2 separate regions of the Sus scrofa genome follow, and region 1 is linked to region 2. The links are chromatin contacts, called in public Hi-C maps. All regions are on one chromosome and are shown on one strand. The core of a region is the stretch at or near the end of the contact, and the rest is flanking DNA. Distances in the headings are between cores, read along the strand shown.

Region 1 (3,637 bases), core at 614-3,113, 220 kb after region 2:
TTCCTCCAGGCCACCGTCCTACAGGTGCCACTCAAAGGTATCAGGAACGAAAACAGCGGATGGAGTTCCCATTGTGTCACAGTGGAAACGAATCCGACCAGGAACCATGAGGTTGCGGGTTCGATCCCTGGCCTCGCTCAGTGGGTTTAGGATCTGGTGTTGCTGTGACTGTGGTGTAGGCAGCTGCAGCTCCGATTGGACCCCTGGCCTGGGAACCTCCATATGCCGCAGGTACGGCCCTAAAAAGAAAGAACTAAGCAGCAAGTCCCAATTTTACCAAGTAATGACTTCTTGACACACGCCACATGGAAGCTATCTAGAAATTCAAGCTTTCCTCTGAGGAAAAATGCTACATTTTAAATCCAAAAGTGCATTTTATCATTTTAATGTAGGGGTAAATCTGGATCCCCCAAACTGCTCATCCTTACGCTAAACAATGAGACGGCTCCACATGCCAGGCTGAAAAGACAGAACCTTCTTGCAGTTCGATGCTATGCTCCAATGTCTGATGATGCTGCGTCCAGGCAAAGTCTGAGCATTTGCCGCCCACTGAAGAGCCGAGGCCGTAGGCCTTGGGCTAGACGGACCGAACCATGCACTTTCTTTTATTTCCTGAGCACCTACTATGTGCTGGACGTGGTCTGTGTGAAAGGAGCCGGACAGTAAACCAGAGACCCCCCACCCCACCCGGAGAGACCACAGGAAGTGGGTTCTCTACGAGGGAGGGGAGGCTGCCTGGAGGAGGCGTCAGAGTGCCTTTAAAGGACAACTTCATTTTAGACCTTCCCGTTTCGGGGTCAGCAGTTGCTGTTCTGTTGCTGTGGAAACGCCCAAACTCTGGATTCCTTTTGACTAATAAGCACATTTCTTAGGCATGACCCACACGCCAGTGGATTCCGCCCCTCCTGTTCCCACGGCCAGTAACCCATAACGTACCGGTGGCTTCAGCACGGGCACGGAAGACGGCTCATGTGTACCCAGTTCTCACCACCGGCCAGGAATCGTGCTTAACCCTGGCGAGGAACGCGGTGACGTCACCAAACCTGCCCACAGCTTGGGGTAGGGGGCGGCTCGGGGGTCCTTCTCACCACGGCCAGCAGGGGGCAGCAGGGCGATTGGGGCGAGGCGCAACCCTGGAGGGACGGGTCACAGCCACCTCAAGGTGAACAGCCCTAAGGGGCCGGCAGGGTCTGGTTGCTCTGGACGCTGGACGGCCGGTGTGGAGCCCAGAGACTGGGGAGGGGGCGGAGGAGGAAGTTTAACCAGGGCGGCGGAGGGGGGGGGGGGTCTTCCTGGAACCTGCTTCTGCTTCTGAGACAGAGCCAAGTCATCTCAGACGTTCATTCTCAACGAGCAACTTTCATGCAAAAACTGTTGCCCCGACTCTTGGGAATTCTCGTAACAGCCCTTGAAGAACCCAGAACCCAGGGCTCCTCGGGCCTCTGTAAACTCTGCAGGGCGAATCCATTTCCACACACAATTTATTGCTAAATGCAGAGCAGGAATGTTGGGGAACCAGAAAATATTACGACATCGAGATGCCCGCTCGTCACGCACTCCCATCACTGCTGTGCCCACGGAAGACCCATGGGGTCCTTGTGATTTTCTCACTCCCTCCCCCCTCCTTCCTTCCCCTCCTTCCCGCCCCCCCCCAGTGGGGCTCTAGCGACCCCCACTGGGGGGGGGGTCCCCACTAGGCGGGGTCGTCACAGAGACCCTGAAAAGCTGCAGTCCTCTCATCGCTCCTTTGCCTGTAAATGGGAAGCCAGATAAACCCTAAAGGTTCTGCCTGGGGATGGGAGGGCGAGGCTTGGTCTGATTTCGCAGCCTTTTCTGGCTGCGCCTTGCTCCGCCCGTCTCTTCTCCTCGAGGGCCCTCTTCAGGGCGTCCACGGAACTGCCCCGAATCTGAGGCCTCCAGGCGGCTCTCCCCGCGGTGGGCGGATGCGCTCCGCTCTCAGGGTCACGGAGGCAAAGGGGAGGCTGTGCAGAGCTGGGCCTGGGGAAGCGCCGGACCACCCCGCGGACAGACAGGCCCTGGTGGAGGGCGCGTCACCTGCGAGTCAGCGCAGGGAGGCTGTGGGCCAGCTTGCCAGGGTCCCCTGATGGACGGGGAGCCCAGTGAGAGGCCCTGGTGGATGCCAGGGCATCACACGGATCACCTTGCTGGAGGAGGCTGGCCAGGTCTCCAGGGAGGAAAGGGCTCACCTTTACCTGTACCTCGCTGGGGCACTCCAGGGCATCACCTGCAGAGGGGCTTCTCTGTGCCCACAGGACGTTGGTCTCGTGAGCTAAAGACATAAATCATGGGCTTTTAGAGTCAGAAGGACACTCGGATTGTTGCCCTTGTGCGTTTAGAGTGTTCACGGGTCCCCATGGGTCCCCGGCTCCACTTTGTCTTGGATTTCATGCGGGGACACTCCCTGAAGGCCGCCCCCCCCCCCCAGGATTCAGCAGGTAAGACTCCAATGACCAGGAAAAGCCCAGAGGAAGGAAGGGAAGGGGGTCGCCCTCAGTGTGGCAGGAACTGCAGGAAGAGTTTTACGTGTGAACGTTTATACAAGAGGTGAGGAGGCCTTTGGGGCAAGGTGGCTGCCTACAGGGTTAGGTACACACGTGTACATCCATCCTGAATTCCTCTGCGCTTTCTAGACCTGTGAGCCCAAGGAGCTGATGGCACGAGTTGGGCAGAGATGTCTGGTCAGGCGTTTGGGTTTTCTCGGCAGCAGCTCAGGCCCTGCTCCAGGGACACCCCTCGAGGCAGGAACAGGATCTGACCGGGAATGCTGGAGCCAGAAAGAAGCACAGGTAAGGAAGAAAGAACAGCTCTCTCCTGGCTCTCCAGTCGGCAGGTGGCTGGAAGCCACGCTGTCGGGTACTCTAAGGCCAAGTGGGAGGCGAAGCTGTGCTGAATTCTAGGGCAGAACAGGTGCCGGCTGGCTTTTCAGTGGTGGATGCCGCCCTCCAAACGCTTGAACCAGCAGGACAGACCCACAGAAGTGCAGGTGACGCCCAGCGCCAGCCGGCCACACAAACATCCCAAGAGTGCTGTTTATGGAGTTCCCGTCACGACGCAGGGGTTAACGAATCCGACTAGAAACTGAGGTTGTGGGTTCGATCCCTGGCCTTACTCAGTGGGTTATGGATCCGGCACTGCCATGAGCTGTGGTGTAGGTTGCAGACACGGCTCTGATCCCACGTTGCTGTGGCTGTGGTGTAGGCTGGTGGCTACAGCTCCGATTAGACCCCTAGCCTGGGAATCTCCATGTGCAGTGGGAGTGGGCCTAGAAAAAGGAAAAAAATAAAATAAAATAAAATAAAATAATAATAATAATAAAAATAATTTTTAAAAAAAGAGTGTTTATATGACACGTCCAGAGCAGACAGAAGGTAGACCCGCGATTGCCTAGGGCAGGTGGGAGCAGGAGGAGTGGGGGAGGCTGCTAATGGGACCAGAGTTTGCTCTGCAGACAGAAGTGTCTCAATTTGGATGACAGTAGCGGATGTATAACCTGTGATTTTAATGCCCAAAGCCGTTAAACTCTACACTTATATGAGTGAATTGTATGGTATGTGAGTTTTACCTCAATAAGCCGTTTTAAAAGCGCAAACACAGACACTGGATGAAGAAGGGCTGA
Region 2 (3,778 bases), core at 409-2,908:
AGGAGCTGAGACCCAGACGAGCTCCAGGCTCAGGGCTGCTTCCAGCTGTTTTCTGCACCCTTCCGTCATGCCTCGACTGAGCTTCCCCTCTGAGAGAAGTGATAATAATTGCCACTTACTGAGGACTTGCTATGGTTCAGGCTGCTTTCTGAGTATATTTTCTCATATAATCTTCAAAATGATTTTATGAGGTAGATACATTGTACTGATAAAAAAAAAAAAAACTGAGGCCCAGGTGGCAGGGGCAGAGCCATTATTCAAATTCAGATTATTTGATTATGGAGCCTTTGCTTTTTTTTCTTTTAGGGCTGCACCCACTGTATATAGAATTCCCAGGCTGGGGGTCTAATCGAAGCTAGAGCTGCTGGCCAGATCTGAGCCATGTCTGCGACCTACACCACAGCTCACGGCACCACAGGATCCTTAACCCACGGAGAGAGGCCAGGGATCGAACCTGCAACCTCATGGTTCCTAGTCGGATTTGTTTCCGCTGCGCCACGATGGGAACTCCCAGGAGCCTATATTCTTAATCAATGAACTATGCTGTCTCTAAATAGTTTGCATCTTTATGAACTATATTATTTAGAAGTTTGGAGCCTTCAAATTAGAGCAGTGAATTCAAAATCTTAATTAAAATTATTTATCAACTGTAATATGTTGCCAGTTAAGATCTACTCTTAATTACAATGAGATAGTTTCATGAATTATATGACTTTTAGGAGCGAGGGGATCCAGGGACCAACCCTATTCTGTGCTGTCTGGAGAGTGGCCACAGGGGGGCAACAGTGAATAAAATTAGCACAACCCTGCCACAAAGCCAGTTCTTCCTTCCTTGGGTAAAACCGCTCACTTAAAATTTATGGATTATTTTTACAGACTATTAAAAGTGTGATTTTGTTGGTTTTTTAAAAAAATGAAACGAAGACTTCAACACTGTTAAATTACTAACATGGTTTTTAAATTCTCAGGGTTGATCTTAGGGCTAAAAAATCATTATTGAATATATTCTGATCTAATTAGGAAACCATTATGCCTTATAGATCATTTATTTTCAGAGCGCATTGGAGTCAGCGAACAGTACTAAAACCACTCAAAAATACTCCAGGGCAGAAAAAAAACAACGAGAATCCACAGCCACAAGAAGCAAAGACGTCACCGGACCCAGCATTTACAGGGGTTCACTGAGCTTCCTGTCAGCGGGGTCAGGAGCAATTGAATCCGTGGGTCGTCTGAAGCGCAGATACTCCCACGTGTCCCCAAGGCCATCAGTCAGGCAGAGTCGCACCCTGTGCTGCACCTGCTCACTGCCTCCACCCGACCCACCTTGCCTCCTCCAGCCCACTTCTCGGAACCCCCATTCCTCTTTGGACACCCCTGTTTATTTTGCCTTTACTTTTGCGCTGTATGTAATGTTTAACTATATACCATGCTGTCATGTAACTGTTTTTCTCCTCTTTCAGTGAAAAGATAGCTTTACATCTTCCAGAGTGACTAATAAGCACGTGCTGTGTTGCATCAGTTCTTCAGGGGCTAGGAGCACCCTCACAGTGTCACGGGTCTGGCATCTTGGGCATGGTGGCTGCAGAGAAAGCTTAGCCTGCATGCAAGGAAGCCAAGATACAGGTACCACTCTCTTGGTGCTGTTGAGACAGCCTATGGCAAAGGAGGCAAAATCTTGGGTTGTGGTTTGGAGTGGCTCACCGTCCTTCAGCCACGACCAAGGGAACATGGGCACAGCCTCCAAAGATGCTTGTTCTGATGCTGCCCAAAGAGATATCCAAGGGCAGCCGTTGTATCCAAGGCATGGAATCAGGATATGGGGGGGTAGGATGGAGTCAGAATTCCGGTCATAGAAGCAACCGTGACGATTGCCCAGAACGTGACAGGCATGGAAGAAGGAGTTGCAGAACAGATACATTCCTCTAAAAACATCTCCTAATTTTGCAAATAAAGAGTCTGACACACAAATTAAGCACTTGCCTAAAGTTGACCGGAACTTGGTGACTGAGCCGTACGGAGATCCCAGAGGGCTTCAACCACCGTGTCCTCAGAGTGGCTTTATTTATCGCCCATGTGGGTACCTCTTCACAGGGCAGGTGCTGAGAACCAAGGCAATGAGAAACCTGGATGGATGTGCCGAGCCTTCATCATGTGGACTAGTCAGCTGCGTTACATTGCAGAGCTTGTTTCAAGGGGTGAGGCCACCCCTGGCTGATGGGAAACCCACAAGTCAGCAGAGGGAGGAGGGAGATGGAAGAAGCAGAGCAACAAATGTGGGTGCCCTCTTCACCCCTGCCCCCGGAGGTATGAGGTCTCCACAGGACAACAACCCCCAGCGCCCCCAGAGCCTCCACAGAACTCATCCCTTGCTTGAAGCTGGGCTTCAAAGATGCAGAAAGATCTTCTGGCCATTCAGCAGAGGAGGCTATGGGCCAGAGCAAAGCCACAGAGTCAACAGCCCTGTGTTCATGGAGCATTAACTTCCTACAAATACATTCTGGAAAGATAGAACACTCACAGCTAAAAAAATGATATATTTGGAGTTCCTGTCGGGACGCAGCGGAAATGAATCCGACTAGGAACCATGAGGTTTCGGGTACGATCCCTGGCCTCGCTCTGTGGGGTCAGGATCCAGCGTGGCCAGGAGCTGTGGTGTAGGTTGCAGACGCGGCTCGGATCTGGCGTGGCTGGCATGGTGGCGGTGGCCAGTGGCAACAGCACTGATTAGCCCCCTAGCCTGGGAACCTCCATATGCCGCGGATGTGGCCCTAAAAAAGACAAAAGGCAAAAAAAAAAAAAAAAGATATATTTACTTAAAAAGAAAGCCAGACAAATCGCAGAGTAAAACGGGTTTAATTGACAAGTATTCGTCAAGGGTTCACTCTGTGAGTTTGGAACAGCTGCCATCGCACGGGGAGTCTGCAGACAGCATGGGGCCGGAAGGAATTCCTGCTAAGAAGGAATAATACAGGCCAAGGGGGCTGCATGGGAGGGGCAACCCCTTGCAGAGATGCCAGTTTGGAAGCCCTTCTGATAAGGTGGCATTGGAGTCAAGACCTAAGGAAGGGGGGCAAGGCGTGTGGACGGCTCTCAGTGGGGGGGGGGGGGGGAGAGACAAGCAATAGCCAAGGGTGCTTTTTATTCACATTAAAGACAAAACATACATTTCAAGCTGTGTTGACTTAGGGGCCCCTTCTGTACCTTGGGTGCTTGGTACCCAAGCTTCTTGGGTTATATGCTTCCTTTTCCTGTCTCTTAAATGCTCTGGGGCAGCGTGCCTTATTTAGGCATTGACCTCTCATTGAAAAGCCATAAACCAACCCTAGCTGGTGCTCAAGGCTTCAGAGAAGGGACACAAGACAGATGAATTTTCGTGATCACAGAGAGCTAGCCCCAAACGACAGGGCTCATGGGAGTTTCGAGAGCCAGGAGCCCCCTAGGCCCCCTCGGCAGAGGTGAGAGTCTTGGCAGAGATTCTTCTCTGGGGCGGCCATGCCCTGTCTTCACTCAGAGTGCTGCCTCCTGCCCTGACCTTGCCAACTCGGAGTCCCCTGTCTCCAGCCCCCTTTACCCAGACATCCTAGACTATCTTAGTCCTTCCATTTTTTTTTTTTTTTTGGTCTTTTTGCCTTTTCTAGGGCCACTCCCCACGGCATATGGAGGTTCCCAGGCTAGAGGTCGAATCAGAGCTGTAGCTGCCAGCCTACGCCAGAGCCACAGCTCACGGCATCACCGGATCCTTCACCCGCTGAGCAAGACCAGGGATCGAACCCGCAAC

The links. A called contact is a pair of places that touch in the nucleus more often than the background predicts.
Region 1: a Hi-C map of omental adipose tissue shows a contact between it and region 2, with 3 times the contacts expected there. The contact joins two enhancer-like sites. A contact is called at or near these places in 10 of 47 Hi-C or Micro-C datasets (brain, embryonic fibroblasts, fetal skeletal muscle and 5 more) and 1 of 2 datasets of contacts at active chromatin or transcription factors (skeletal muscle).

What each region holds. Positions count from the first base shown.
Region 1 is chr18:502,673-506,309 of Sscrofa11.1, forward strand. No RefSeq gene overlaps it. Among named protein-coding and RNA genes, the nearest start is that of WDR60, 51 kb to the right of the region's middle. Within about 2 kb of position 1,864, at least 31 of the 83 cell types and tissues checked have an H3K27ac peak or open chromatin away from gene starts, as enhancers often do. A contact at or near this core is called in omental adipose tissue, where this site is marked.
Region 2 is chr18:279,078-282,855 of Sscrofa11.1, forward strand. No RefSeq gene overlaps it. Among named protein-coding and RNA genes, the nearest start is that of VIPR2, 120 kb to the right of the region's middle. Within about 2 kb of position 1,659, at least 1 of the 83 cell types and tissues checked has an H3K27ac peak or open chromatin away from gene starts, as enhancers often do. A contact at or near this core is called in omental adipose tissue, where this site is marked.